Linked DNA regions of Mus musculus: regions 2, 3 and 4 are each linked to region 1. A link is a contact called in public Hi-C, HiChIP or PLAC-seq and promoter capture Hi-C data. All regions are on one chromosome and are shown on one strand. Each heading gives the region's core, a stretch centred on a gene start, on an enhancer-like site or on the middle of the called end of the contact. The rest is flanking DNA. Distances are from core to core; before and after follow the strand shown.

Evidence for each region. A called contact is a pair of places that touch in the nucleus more often than the background predicts. HiChIP or PLAC-seq counts read pairs in DNA pulled down with a chosen protein or histone mark. Capture Hi-C pulls out chosen DNA fragments and counts their contacts.
Region 2: a contact with region 1 is called in a promoter capture Hi-C map of adipose tissue. The contact joins the promoter of Gtf2f2 here to the promoter of Tsc22d1 in region 1. A contact is called at or near these places in 1 of 39 promoter capture datasets (cranial neural crest), 2 of 484 Hi-C or Micro-C datasets (CD4 T cells and embryonic stem cells), 2 of 115 datasets of contacts at active chromatin or transcription factors (embryonic stem cells and memory CD8 T cells) and 2 of 9 other capture datasets (adipose tissue and liver).
Region 3: a contact with region 1 is called in a Hi-C map of cerebral cortex, with 4 times the contacts expected there. The contact joins the promoter of 4930431P22Rik here to the promoter of Tsc22d1 in region 1. A contact is called at or near these places in 1 of 484 Hi-C or Micro-C datasets (cerebral cortex), 1 of 115 datasets of contacts at active chromatin or transcription factors (pancreatic cancer cells) and 2 of 9 other capture datasets (adipose tissue and liver).
Region 4: an H3K27ac HiChIP or PLAC-seq map of embryonic stem cells shows a contact between it and region 1, with 13 read pairs. The contact joins the enhancer-like site here to the promoter of Tsc22d1 in region 1. A contact is called at or near these places in 2 of 484 Hi-C or Micro-C datasets (both in embryonic stem cells), 7 of 115 datasets of contacts at active chromatin or transcription factors (bone marrow-derived macrophages, craniofacial prominence, embryonic basal ganglia and 3 more) and 2 of 9 other capture datasets (embryonic stem cells and liver).

The regions. Positions count from the first base shown.
Region 1 is chr14:76,414,182-76,417,707 of GRCm38.p6, forward strand. It overlaps Tsc22d1 (TSC22 domain family, member 1), which reads left to right and starts at 1,640. Exons shown (of 3, transcript NM_207652.3): 1 at 1,640-3,526. The coding sequence starts at 1,902.
Region 2 is chr14:76,009,069-76,012,594 of GRCm38.p6, forward strand. It overlaps Gtf2f2 (general transcription factor IIF, polypeptide 2), which reads right to left and starts at 1,797. Exons shown (of 8, transcript NM_026816.3): 1 at 1,612-1,797. The coding sequence starts at 1,677. It overlaps Gm36429 (a long non-coding RNA gene), which reads left to right and starts at 1,678. Exons shown (of 2, transcript XR_383601.2): 1 at 1,678-2,015; 2 at 2,842-3,044.
Region 3 is chr14:76,758,461-76,761,986 of GRCm38.p6, forward strand. It overlaps 4930431P22Rik (RIKEN cDNA 4930431P22 gene), which reads left to right and starts at 1,671. Exons shown (of 2, transcript NR_153763.1): 1 at 1,671-1,915; 2 at 3,288-3,526.
Region 4 is chr14:76,082,585-76,086,110 of GRCm38.p6, forward strand. No RefSeq gene overlaps it. Among named protein-coding and RNA genes, the nearest start is that of Gpalpp1, 26 kb to the right of the region's middle. Within about 2 kb of position 1,772, at least 36 of the 459 cell types and tissues checked have an H3K27ac peak or open chromatin away from gene starts, as enhancers often do. A contact at or near this core is called in embryonic stem cells, where this site is marked.

The sequences.
Region 1 (3,526 bases), core at 390-2,889:
CCAGGTTGCTGCTTGGAGAAGGAGGAGGAGGAGGGTTCCGCCACGCGCCGAGGAAGAAAGCCTGACTCATGTCGTGGCAGCAGCGGAGGGCTCCTGGGAGCTGCAACTCGTGATGCTGCTGTTGCTGAGGAGAAAAGCCTCATTACCCGTTCCGCAGGCCGGGGCGGGGGAGCCACCGCCCCAGGGCGCGCACACCCGAGACCTAGCGCTCCGCACCCGCCTCGCCGCCGGGGTCCGCGTGGGAGACAGCAGCGGACACGCCTAACCTGCGCGCACGCGCGCGGCGTGGTTCCCCCCCCCCCTCCCAGCCCCACCCCAGCCTCTCCACGCGACCCGGATTCGCTCGCTCGCGCGCCCGAGTGCCCCACCCCCCACCGCCCTCCGGCGTCGGCGACTCCGCCGGCCTTCGGTAATTTCCGTGGGAGACGGAGCCGAGAGCTCGGCGCGGACCGAAGACAGGCCACCTCCCCTGGTCAGACCCGGCTTTATGTCTGCAGCGCCGGCGCGCACGCGCAGACGCCATCTTCCCTCCTCTCCTCCACGACCCCTCCCCCCTGCCACCTCCTCCTCCTCCTTCTCCTCGGTCAGAGCTCGACCCTCCTCCTCTCGCGCTGGGGCGCTGGTCCCTCCTCTCTTGATGCCGCGAGAGACCAGGGGATACGGAGCAGCCCGAGAAGAGCACTAGTAACAACCATCACAGCCCCCTCCTCGCCCGACGCCCTCCCACTCCCCCGCCCCGCGCCGCCACCGACCAACCCCACCTCTCATTTCTTTGAACGGCGTCGGCTGCAGCCGCTGCACCAGCCCCGTCTGGCCGCCACCGCCGCGAAAAGGAGCCACCGCCGCCCGCGGCCCCCTCCCTCCCTCTCTCCCTCCCTCCCGGTCGCGGGAGCAGCTCGGTGCCGAACCAGCCGGCGGGCCGAGAAGAGGACGCGAGCTCGCCCCTCCGCTCCCGCGCACGTCCCGCCGCCCGCCGGAGCAGCCCGGGCGCCGGCGCCCTTCCTCTCCGAGGACGTGTGGCGAGCCGAGCGCCTGCCCCGAGGGAGGAAAATGCTCGGGCTCCATGGCTGCCAGTGATGGAGCGGTCCCTGGGCTCCCGCTGCTGCTGCCGCCACCGCCGCCGCCGCCGCGCCCCGGCCGCGCTCCGCGAGGATCCGGCGTCTCTGCGCGCCCGCCCGCGCCTCGTTGCTGGGCTCACCGTACCGGGCGCCCCGCCACCGCCCCGCTCGCAGCCGCGCCGCCCGGGCCCCAGCCGCGGCCAGCCTTTCCTCCCGGAGCAGCCGTCGCGAGCCCAGGGGGTTTGAGAGGGGCCGCGGGCCGTGGGGGGAGGCCCGAGCGGGGCCGGCCGCGCCGGCAGGGGAGGTTGGAGCGACGCTGAGCTCAGGGCTCGCCGGCGGCCGCGGCGCCGGGGGTGGCGAGGGCCGGGGCGACCGCTCGCTCCGCGCTGCCTCGGTGCAGGACGAGCGGAGGGGCTTTTGCAGCGGCCGTCGCCGCGGGAGGAGGGGGTTGAGCTGGCTCCGGAGTTGGCCAAAGAAGGTGGGCATTTCTCGCTTCTCCTCGCCTCCCCCGCCCCCTCCTGGGCTCCCCTCCCTCCCGCCCCGCACCCCACGTGAAGCGGAATATAAAGGGGGGTGTGTGACTGGAGGGGGAAGTGAATGGCGAAGGACTGAAGGGGTCCCCCTTCGGTTCCCCAGCCACCTGGTTCACCCGGTTCATCCTCCCTTCCCGAAGTTAGCCCTCGAAGGCACGAGCAGCCGGCGCCTTCGGCAGAGGAGGAGGAGGAGGAGGGATCGCGTCGGGCGGAGCTTCAGGTCCTGTTCGTCTCTCCGGCTTCTCCATACAAAGATTACGGTGCAGAAGGAAATTGCACTTGCCTCCTCCGCCCCCCGGTACCCAGCACAATGCACCAGCCGCCGGAGTCCACCGCCGCGGCGGCCGCTGCTGCAGACATTAGTGCTAGGAAGATGGCGCACCCGGCAATGTTCCCTCGAAGGGGCAGCGGTGGTGGCAGCGCCTCTGCTCTCAATGCAGCAGGTACGGGCGTCAGTGGTGCTGCTCCATCTTCTGAAGATTTTCCTCCTCCTTCGCTGCTCCAGCCGCCGCCTCCTGCTGCATCTTCCACGCAGGGACCCCAGCCTCCGCCTCCACAAAGCCTGAACCTCCTCTCGCAGGCTCAGCTGCAGGGACAGCCTCTTGCGCCAGGCGGAACTCAGATGAAAAAGAAAAGTGGCTTCCAGATAACTAGCGTTACTCCGGCTCAGATCTCTGCCAGCATCAGCTCCAACAACAGCATCGCGGAGGACACCGAGAGCTACGACGATCTGGATGAGTCGCACACGGAAGATCTCTCCTCTTCCGAGATCCTCGACGTCTCCCTTTCCAGGGCCACTGACTTAGGTGAGCCTGAACGAAGCTCCTCAGAGGAGACTCTGAATAACTTCCAGGAAGCTGAGACACCTGGGGCAGTCTCTCCTAACCAGCCCCACCTTCCTCAGCCTCATTTGCCTCACCTTCCACAACAGAACGTTGTGATCAATGGGAATGCCCATCCCCACCACCTCCATCATCACCATCACCCTCATCATGGGCACCACCTTCACCATGGGCACCATCATTCATCACATGCTGCTGTGGCCGGTCCATCCATTCCCGGAGGGCCACCCTCGAGCCCAGTGTCCAGGAAACTCTCTACAACTGGAAGTTCTGATGGTGGTGTGCCAGTCGCACCTCCTCCTGCAGTACCATCGAGTGGCTTACCAGCATCAGTGATGACGAACATCCGTACTCCAAGTACTACAGGAAGCCTAGGTATAAATTCGGTTACTGGCACGAGCGCTACGAATAATGTTAACATTGCTGCTGTGGGTAGTTTCAGTCCCAGTGTGACGAACAGCGTGCATGGTAATGCTAATATAAATACAAGCAATATCCCTAATGCTGCTAGCATAAGTGGTGGGCCTGGAGTTACCAGTGTTGTTAATTCGAGTATCTTGAGTGGCATGGGCAATGGTACCGTTTCTTCCTCTCCTGTTGCTAACAGTGTCCTTAATGCAGCTGCAGGTATCACTGTGGGAGTGGTTTCCAGTCAGCAGCAGCAGCAGCAGCAGCAGCAACCAACAGTTAACACATCGAGGTTCAGGGTTGTGAAGTTAGACTCTACTTCTGAACCCTTTAAAAAAGGTCGATGGACTTGCACAGAATTCTATGAGAAGGAAAACGCTGTGCCAGCTACAGAAGGCGTGGCCGTCAATAAAGTGGTGGAGACGGTGAAGCAAACCCCCACGGAAGCATCGTCCTCGGAGAGGGAGAGCACTAGTGGGAGTTCTGTGAGCAGTAGTGTGAGCACACTGAGTCACTACACGGAGAGTGTGGGAAGTGGAGAGATGATGGGAGCCCCGGCTGTGGTGGCGCCGCAGCAGCCGCCGCTACCACCAGCGCCTCCAGGTCTTCAAGGTGTGGCTCTCCAACAGCTAGAGTTCAGTAGCCCTGCTCCACAGAGTATTGCGGCGGTTAGTATGCCACAGAG
Region 2 (3,526 bases), core at 547-3,046, 400 kb before region 1:
TTTTCCTGTTACTTATAACCCTTTGCTGTATTCTCTGTTTTAGTCAGACTTAGTCACTGTGACCAAATATCTGACAGAAACAATTTAAGATTTATTTTGCACTGGGTATCTCAGTTTCTATCTGTCATGGTGGGAAAAACAAGGAAAAGTGCTGCAGCTCACTCCACAGTGGCCATGATATAGAGGAGATACAGAGAGGGCCAGGGCAGCCCTAAGAACATACAGCCAGAATCTACTTCTTCCAACTAGGCCCCGCCCCACTACCTTTCACTACCTCCCAGAGAAGTCACATTATAAATCCACCAACAGAGTAACTAATCCCTTAATTAGATCATAGCCCTGTGACCTACTTTGCCTCCAGAAACAGCACCAGAAACACCCAGAGGTGTGTTTCATTAATCGCCCGCCGATGAAACTGACAGGACTAACTCCTACCCACTTTAGTTTGTGTCTCTTTGACATACAGCCTTTTCTTTTTCTTTTTGGTTTTTCGAGACAGGGTTTCTCTGTATAGCTCTGGCTGTCCTGGAACTCACTCACCTGCCTCTCCCTCCCGAGTGCTGGAATTAAAGGCGTGTGCCTTTTCAATTTCTTATATTCATCACATATTGGAAAAGTAATATGTGCCAAACACTAATCAAAGTGCAAAGAAAGTGACTTGGGGGTAGGGGCATCAACAATAGATACAGACAGGTACAAAGGAGCACTAGAAACTGTTCAGGGGTTTGAAGAACTTAACATAGTCTGCTGTGCTGGCAAACGACGAGAGCTGTTTCAGAGAAAAGGACAGGAAGAAACACTTTGTCTTGATGAGAACTCAGCCATGGACTTAAAACACTCATTACAAAGATAAACCATTTAAAAAACAAGTTTGGGAAACTTTCATGATCCCATTTAAATATGGTTTTTCAGAATGAGATTCCCCACAGAGCCTCCCACCCCATATAAAAAAAAGTGACCCGAATAGATGGCGACCACTGGGGCAAACGAGGTCTGCCGCATGACCACTTAAAACATTTACTGCTGGTTGGTTTCATGAATCCTAAACTCGCTCTTTAAAAACACGAAGTCAACAACTTCTCTTTGAATTCAGAACTTCTAGGTCTTTCGAAGGCTCCAATTGAATTACCAACCCAGGCAACACTAGCCGTGTAAAGCGACAGGAGTCTACATGGCGAGTTCCAGGCTAGCCAAGTCTACACAGAGAGATTGTTTCAAAACAACAGAGTACACAGGGACCAGCTCCACTTTGTGGTCCAGAAAACTGTACGGAATATCTATTCAAGTAATTTATACACGTTCATAACTAAAGTTAACCTTACCAAAAAGAAAACCGCAAGGACTTTTCCGACCTGGGGTAAATGTACTGCCCACTCGGGGACCACCGGGTCAGGACTCCAGGAAGGCCAGGTCTTGGCGGTAAAGAGAGTTAGTTCCATGGTGGGCGGATGAAATTGAGAGACGGCCTGAAAGACGCCCTGTGTCCCCTAAAGTAACTTCTCCAACCTGCAAACGGACGCAACAGCGACCCGCTTCTCAGAACAGCGGTGGCCCGAGCAAGACGGACCCAGAACTTTCGGAAGCGCCCCGCGGGGCTCGCGTCTCACTCACCTTGACCAGCCACACGCCGGTGTTCTGTTTGGCGCCCGTCAGATCGAGTTCCCCGCGCTCCGCCATGAGCTTGTCGCGTGAGGAGGCGTGCAGTGCGCGCACAAGCAGTGGTCCCGGCGCTGAAAGGCAGAGAGCGACAGTCCAGAGCCGGCCAAGGGAGTAAGTAGACCGCGAAAAGCCGGCGTCGCACACAGCCCGGGAACCAGGAACTTAGATGAGAAGAACACGCCGCCGAATGAAGAACTGCGCCTGCGCACGACTACGTCAGGACAGCGCGCCGAGAGGGACAAACTTCCTGCTCCGGCAATTTCCTAGATGGGCGTGACTCCCGGCAACGTGCAATCTTGGGATTCGAGTGCTGGGAAAGGAAGAGCCTAATCCTGAACCGTGCGTTTACAGCAAAGGTGACAAAGTGGAAAGATTAAGGTTTAGACAGACAAAAGCTGTGTGTATTTATACCCAACCCTAGATAAAGAAGCTAGGCATTTTAAGGACAGACTTGGGGGTAAAAAAAGTCACTTTCTTGGCCCAATTAACATTGGCACAAGTGGGCACTAGAGTACAAGTGAGTATGCTGGACACATGCCTTTTCGAGGCATAAAAATCAATTCACACCGTGCAAGCAGCATACACTCTTTCAGACGCCGAAACCTGAATGCCATCTAATTGAGTTGGTAAGACCCACCATGTAAGAAACAGATCTGATTATCCAACTGCCCTGCTTAAACAGTTTCCGGTTGCAGGATATTGGATCACATTATGAGCCCTGAGATTGTGAACTGGAAGAATCTGTTAATAACTGTGGCTCAGCCTTTGATCCTAGAACTTTCTGTTTACTGTAAACAAGTATAGGTAGCCTGGCTCACCCCTACCTAGCGCGCACATTAATCCAAGAGCTAAATAAAGTCAACCCTAGATCAGGCGGCAGAGCAAGTAGCCAGCTGACAAGAGAGTGAACATGAGCAAGAGAAAGGAGAGAGTTTGAGGTGAAGGGTATTTAAGAGTGCATGAAGGAGAAGGGGCTTTTCCTTCTGAGAAGTCGGTGGAGTGGGAAGGTCAGCTGAGTACTTTTTCTGCCTCTCAGAGTTAGCAGGCTTTCACCGCAGCTTCTAGCTCCTGAGTCTTCATTTGGTAATTTCCTCCCCCACTTGCCTTTGGAATGAAATTCTACCCTGTGCTTCAACTGAGTCCTTTGGGTTTGATCCTTCCTATACTCTCTGTTCCACACAGGATTCCACACCAAGCCCATCCACCTGCTTGAAGACTCCAGGACCTTCCTCTTACCATTTCAGAGCCTCTTTCAAACCAATTCCTGTGCCTTAGATGCCCTGCTTTCCCTGATCTTTACACTGGCCCTGTCCTTTGGCAAACTTCTACTTATAAACACAGACAAGTGGAAATGAAATAAAGACCACACAGAAAAGAGAGTCCCCCTAGATAAAGTTCTGTTTCCCCATATGATAGTGTGTGATGCTTAACGCTGTACCATGAGAGGCGTGTTTATCTTTGTTTTCTACACTACTGACTGAACTCCTAGACAAAAGTACTGTTTTTGCCCCAGATTTGCTGAAGCAGAATGGACAAATACAAAATAGTGTTTTATTCATTTTATATGCACAGCACCCAGCACAGTGTTTGACATACTGTGGGATGTCAGTAGGCTTTGGTTGAATGAACATTTGCTGAAGAGAAACAAGCAGTAAGGTATTGGAAGAATGGCAAGTAATTTATTGAATCACACACCAGAGCTATGCACAAAACTGCAGAGAGTCTATATCTGTGCAGCATAAGGGCTGGGAAAACTGTCAGGTCTCTGAGATCTGCTGGCAAAACTAATGTGATGGAAAAGACCAGGCACTCATTGGAAAGAAAAGTTGCATTCTCTTATAACAGCTTGGAAACAGGCCTAAAGTGT
Region 3 (3,526 bases), core at 421-2,920, 340 kb after region 1:
TCTTTTTGCACAAAATGAAAAACTCTTCCTCATAAGGCTGGGTTATATAGAGAATAATGGAACAGGAGAGACCTTTGACTTCATGTGGGTAAGTAGATATGAAAGCAAACAATCCCACTCACACCACTAGAGAACCAGGAAAGCTGCTCATGTAATTCAGTCTAAAGCCAAAGGATTGGGGTGGCTTCTGGTACATTTGCTGGAAGCAGAGAATCTAGGGAGCTCCTGGTGCGTGTACTGGAGGCTGAGGATCTGGGCTGCTTGTGGTGTGTGCTGAAGTCCAAAGGCCAGAGAGGTATGCTGTCCAGAAGAAAATGGGTCTCCAAGTTCCAGAAGGGTGGAATTTGAACTGTTGCCCTAGGAAAATCACTGTCAAAGCACTGTTAGGCTGTAAGAAGTTAGGGCAGGGTGGGTGAAACTAAGCAGATGCCCTTGCACAACAAGTACCTGGCTCTGCCTGTCTCTGGGTCTCCATCCTCAAAGTGAAAGGTTGAGACTACATGAGTTTCTCAGGAATTCTAGAATCCCAGATCTTTCTAGGGATTAGATAGGGAGAGAAATAGTTATGGAAACCAATGTTGGAAGTCTTTGGCATACAAAGCTATGGAATTAATTGGTCAGAGGTCACCACACAATCTAGGCTTGTGATTCAGATGGACCAAAAACTAAAGCACTGATAGGCAGAAACTATCCTCAAAGTTTTTGCCAAAGAAGTCCCACTTCTCACACCAGAAGCAAACTCACCATAAGGCAAGACGCTGATATGTAGAAAGAGCTCAGAGACAGGGAAGAGCATCGTAGTGTTGGTTGGATCCTCATACAGTACAGACGCAGAAGCACAGTTTCGATTGCTCCTGTCTGGTGGATCAGTTCTGAGTTTGCAAGAAGGTAAGGTCATAGACCTGAGTGTCTAGGGCTGACCAATTAGTGTCGTATGATCTCTCAGGGGTATATCAACTGGTGTCAGCTTGTTGGCCTTGTTTAGGCAACCACATCCAACACAACTTCTCAGTGGGGTCTTGTCACAGAGCAGCCATGTCAGACACGGGAGACCTGGGTTGGGACGATTAGCATTCTGGTCTCACCAGGTTGGAGTGTAGCCTGCAGAGTTGCTGCTGTGGTTTTCCTGCTCTAGAGAGGCATCACTATGCACCATCAGGGAGCTGTCACTATAGATTAGGGGGAGTCTGTTCAGTTTGCTGATTCTCTTAGGGCTGAATCCTCATCATGTTTTTCCGCCCAGACTTCAGACCCCAAGCTTTGGTAGTCTGGGTGGCTGAGATGGGAACTGTCACAGAGTCTATGGAATCTACTGCACACTGTGAGATGAATCTGGATGTTATTATACTATGTTTTTTATTGCTGTTTAGTTTTTCCCACATGCATGTTATTATTCCAAAAACAAACCTGTTAAATAATATATTCTCACATATTTGGTTATGGCAAGAACTTTCTTATTACTGACCATTGTTTCTGACTAAGCCAGGTTAGAAGAAGACCGACTTTTGAAGAACATTCTAGGCCAATCTCTGCTCTGTTTAGTACTGTAATGGAGGGACCCAACTCTGAACTCATTTTGACATGCTACCTTGGGCATTCTCTGGTTACTAGGGACCATATAGAATATCCCAGAAGCTCCGTCATTCTGATCCTAGCAACACAGAATAGGTGGCCATAGTCCTTGGATCACTCTGACTTGACATGTCATTTCAAAGCTTGAGAGAGCTGATGGCAGGAACAGATCCTTCATACCACGCTGCCACATGTCCCATGAGTCTCCAAGGGTCTTGTGGGCTCTACTTCTGAGTGTCCCAGCAAGACTACGATCAAAAGATCATCCACTATTTTCTCTCATAGTCCTTCTTTCAAGCAGAACTCATCACTGGAGGTTCTGTTGACATAAGACAGAGAGAAGGTTCGAAGACGATAATAGTTATTACTGACAGTGTAGTCCATGCACTCATGGCAGCGGGGGGGGGGGGGGCACTCATTATATTTGGGAGGCTTTGAATCCCCTCTGCCCTTGGAGCCTGGCCTTAGATTGACCCTGAATGAAGAGCAAGGCTCTCCAAGGGCCACTGTCAGCACTCCCCAGGATGACTACTACACATGGGAGGAGTCAGGGTGTGGGGGTCCTGTTCTGACTCTGTCATCCTGGGCCCCAGCCATGGCGGTTTCATAACAGAAGAAAGCTAAGCTGCGAGCACGTTGCTAGGCTGTGGCTATTTATTTTTATAAATGAGCCCAGGCTTAATTTAGAAAGCAGCTTTTGCTTTTGCTTTCTACATCCCAGCATCGGCTGTCTGTCTGGCAGGCAGGCACTGTCAAAGAATCTCATTTCTGACCCAACAAGAGCTCGTGGGTGGATAGGGGCAGCAAAGGGGTTGGCGGAAGGCCGATGCCAGCCAGGCTGCATTACAGGGAGGCAGAGACACGTGGCTGTGCCACTAGTGTCCTATTCTGCTTCCGTGTGAGCTTCATTTGTGACACCTACGTAGTCCTCGCTTGGAATAGCAGGGTGAAAAGCAGCCCTGACGCTCACGTCTCCTTTGATGAGCTACACACCAGCATACAGCAGAACAGAAGGCCTTGGGAAAGACGGTCCAGTCAGGTGCCAGAACGGGTGACACCAACGATCTCTGTTCTTTGGAGGCAGCTATTTTAATAGAGCCTAATTACAGTGGCTATTTGGATGTGCAAGTATTTTGATTTAGCTGATAAATGCCATTTTTTAAAAAAGCAAACGAATAAAGTGGACATTTTACACTCCACTTGTGAAGCTTGATCTCCACTAATTGTCAACCTCCATGTTCAGGAGTCAAGGGTATATATAGTTCAGGGACAGGGGAGGGAATGGGTGGTAGAACTCCAAAATCAGAGACTATCAAGAGCCAGGTAATGGTTAAAACAATGTAAGCACAAGGGGTAACGTGCCTGTCAGATGGGAGCATATCCAGCCCACAGGAAAACAGGAGCCTATAAAGTAAAAGAAACAGAGCCAATCAGATCTGCTTGCGAGGGAAGAGATGGAGGAAACGGTGAGAAAATGGTTACACAAGAGGCAGTGAGTATATGTTTTGGCTTCGCCTGTTCTGAGTTTGCTGCATCAAAACACCTTGTCATAAAAGCTTTATAAAATTAACCAAGAAAATAGTCCATTTAGGAGTTAGAACTTGTTTTGGTTCTTTGAGCATGTCTGACTCAGAAATGTCTACACATTTCACTCTAGGGCTTCTTGGAGCCTCAGTTTCCCCATTTTTAAAAAAAATGACCTTCCTGTTTTCCAGCCTTTTGTTCTCCTTTCAAGTGACATGACAGGGGATGAGCCAGCAGCTTGGAAACCGCCCCGGGCCACCTGGAGAAAGACGCTTGCGTGAATGACGGACATTCGAAGAGATGAGTCTTCTATGACTCAAGGATCGCAAAATTGAGGCAGAGTGGCCATGACTGCCTTGTGATTCACACAGTGTTGCCGTTGGCTGGAGGGGTGGTGTGTCCTCTGACTTTGCTCTAGCAAGCGTGGAGC
Region 4 (3,526 bases), core at 522-3,021, 330 kb before region 1:
GCCTCGATCCAGTCAAGTTAACAAGGTTACCGTCTGGGGTCCTGTTTCTTGAGAGTTAGTGACAGTTAATGTTTGCTGGGGAAAGGGGAAACATTTCTTTTAATGGTGTAGCCAATGGGAAGTTGCTTATGTTTCTGCACCTAACTCCTCACCCATGCTCACGGAAGCAACCTTAATTAAATTCACTGGGTCACCAAAAAGAAAGAAACAGTAGAGACTTGTTGAGAGGAAATGGATCAGCAGCAGTACGAGGGATGACTGGGTGAATTTAATCAAACTGCATCAGATACACGGATGACAATGTCAAAATGAAATCTGTCATTGTATATGATTAATGTACGGTAGACTAGTCTCATATAGACTAGTCTCATATGTAGTGTCTCTCCCAGTTTGTTAGTCTCCTGTCGGGCTCTTCCCCGTCTAGCCTGGAATCGCTATTCTTCTTCTGGCTCCCCAACCAGAATCTGTAGATTCTTGCCTTGGATTGGTTGCATCAGCAACAGACATCCTCTGTCATGGCATCTAAGCCATTCTAGGACCACTAACGTAGCTCTCTGCTTGTCTTTGTGCAGTTTTCTCTCTCTGGCCTTCGGTGCTTATCCTGAACCTTGAAGCCCCAGCTTATACTCTCCGCAAGTGCACTCTGATGCTTATCTAGGTAGAATGAAGGTTATCTGGTGTTTGTGGTTAAGATTCTGTAGATTAGAAAAAATAGACGTGTAAAATTTGAGCTCTCCCTCTCCTCCCCCCCCTTTTGTGTGTGTGTGTGTGTGTGTGTGTGTGTGTGTGTGCATGCGCCTGGGAACAACCTATAGGAATCATCTGCTCTCTCCTTCTACTGTGTGGGTTCCAGGGACTGAACTCAGGTTTTCAGGCTTGAAGACAAGCATCTGTACCCACTGAGTTTTCTCACCGGTGGGCCCTGGCTAATGTGTCTTTTTGAGAAGGATTAATCTATGCATTTGATGAGAGTTCCCCCAACAGTCCAGTTAACAGAATTTCTACTTATATATGTCAGGCATACTTCCCCTAACTTTGTGACTCTATATTCACAGACTTACCAAGGCTAGTAACCATTTTTGGCTCCTGGTTTCTAGTATCAGATGTTGTGTGTGTCAGAGCTAATGCTGGGTGCCTTCCTCCACTACCATGCCTTATTTTATGTGTAAGTGTCGGTGCCTGCATCATGAGCTGTCTGATTTTGGTGCTGGGAACCAAACCTAAATCCTCTGCTAAGCAATCTATCCAGCCCCAGGGTCTCTCACGGAGTTCTCAGCCTTCATAATCCTCTGGGACAGTAGTTCTCAGCCTTCACAATGCTGCACCCCTTTAATACAGTTCCTCGTGCTGTGATGACCACCAGCCATACAATTATTTCTTTGCTACTCCATAGTTGTGATTTTGCTACCGTTATAAACTGCAGTGCAAATTATCTAGCCTGCGTGACCCCCAGGTTGAGAACCACTGCTCTAGGTCTGCCAGTCTCCATCTGCTCCCGGGGGCAGGGTTACATACAGATTTGTATCTCTGTACTTCAAATTCAGGTTCAAATGTGTAACCCTCAAACACTTAACTCACAGAGCCAGCTTCCCTTGTCCCTCCTCCTATCCAGGCTGTCTTCTCTGCAACATTGCTGACTGCTGACCCTCAGCTCCACAGGCTGAACCCCCTGCATTGGCTCTTCCTTTCTAGCTGGTCTCTTTCACTCTTCAATGCCCACACACCAGCAACAGCATCCACTGAGATTCACTGTAGCCCTTTCTTCTCAGCTCATGCCCAGGCATGCCCTACGATCACAATCAGTACATGTACACACCTCTGGCATGTGCTCAACAGATAGCACTAGTTGGTTCTGCATATTGTCTGCCCCACTAGACTGGTGAGTTAAAGGTCATGTCTTATGTATTTTTGTATTCTCAGATCAGCACTTTACATATTGTATAGGCTCGATAAATACACGGCAACAGGAGCTGACTTAGTGTTCTTTCCTAGACATTTGTCTAGAGTGGAAACAGTTTCCGGGGGAGGCTTCAACAGGCCATTCTTTCCTTGTGTTTTTTCCTCTTCCTCTCAGTATGCTGCTAGATTTTTGGCTGTAGTTAATTACTGAGTTGGTTTAAATGACCCCAGAACCTTCTCCCAAATTCTAACAGAAACCCCAGAGCTCTGGAACAAGCACAGTTTGTGTCATTAACACTTAAATCACTGCGGTTACTGCCCACGTTGGAGATTGGTAGTTTGCTAGGAACATAAGCAAAATCCACTTTGGAACAGCTTCCTGTGCAAGAACAATCCCTCGCCTTCTTGGCTCTGAAAGCATACATTTACGAATGATCTAACTGCTGTGTCTGAGAGGCTGGAAGCACCATAGCAACTTATTTAATTGCGAATGATAATACAACTGTAAATTAAAAATGACCTCTACTCAAATCCACTGAAAAGCCATGCCTAACTACTCCATGCTAGGCTTTTGCCAACGGTAGGTTTCTCTTTTCCCTCCTCTAGATTTTGTTTGCCATGAATATACGCCATTGTTCTGAGAACCATGCCTTCCCTTCCTCTGAGGGATCCTATGGTTCAGAGTCAAGAAATACACACAGCACTGAGAGAACCCAAGGACACCCAGTCCAAGTCACCCTGACCCCTGATTGACAGCTAACTTCGGGTTGCTAACACTACATCCTGTCTTGGGCTTGAAGGAGTGAAGTCCAGCCTGTTTGCTACCCTGACTAACCTGTATCCAGGGCCGCTGTAGCCACTGCCCTTCTATGTAAGAGATGTGATTGATTTCGGGGTTGGGGCTTTCTGGCTGCTGACTGGGTTGGAGTTGGAAATCCTATTTTTTCATTATTTTCTTATTTGTGGAGGGGAAAGTCTAAATATATCCTTTTGAATTGCGGTGTGATTTATAAACGACAGCAGGCTGTGGTGAGCTAACTGCGATGGCCTTACTCTCCATCGTCCCTGTTTGTGGTAGATGGATGTACTTCTTGATGTTAGGGGTTTGAGGGCGGTGAACGAGGAGGGGACGAGCAGGCATTTTAGACACAGTCCATCTCCTGGACAGCACCAAACACCAGCCCCAAAGCTAATGTGCGCCCTGTGTGCCTGCCCCCTCCCACTGCTGTTCTACACAAAGATTCTGAGACATGGGTTAGCAGTTACCTACTGAAAAGGAGATTCACAATGGGCAGACGTGGACACTGACAAATCTGGGGTGAACTCAGGACTGATTGACATACCTACCATAAGAAACACTGGAATTTTCATTAGAACCCTGGCGGGAATCAAAGGTAAGATGGACTCCATGGTCCCAGCACAGGCTTTTGACCCTGCAGTCAGTTCCATGATAGTGCTTCTCGCTCATCGCAGCTGAACTGGAAAACATGGTGCAGCCCATGCAGGCCTTTAGCCTGTGATTCTCCTGCCTTAGGCTCAATAGTGGGGTTGCAGGTCTGTGCCACCAGCATCTTCACTCCTCCTCCCCCACCCGAATTCTTTTTCTCCTTCCCATCACCTGCATAAT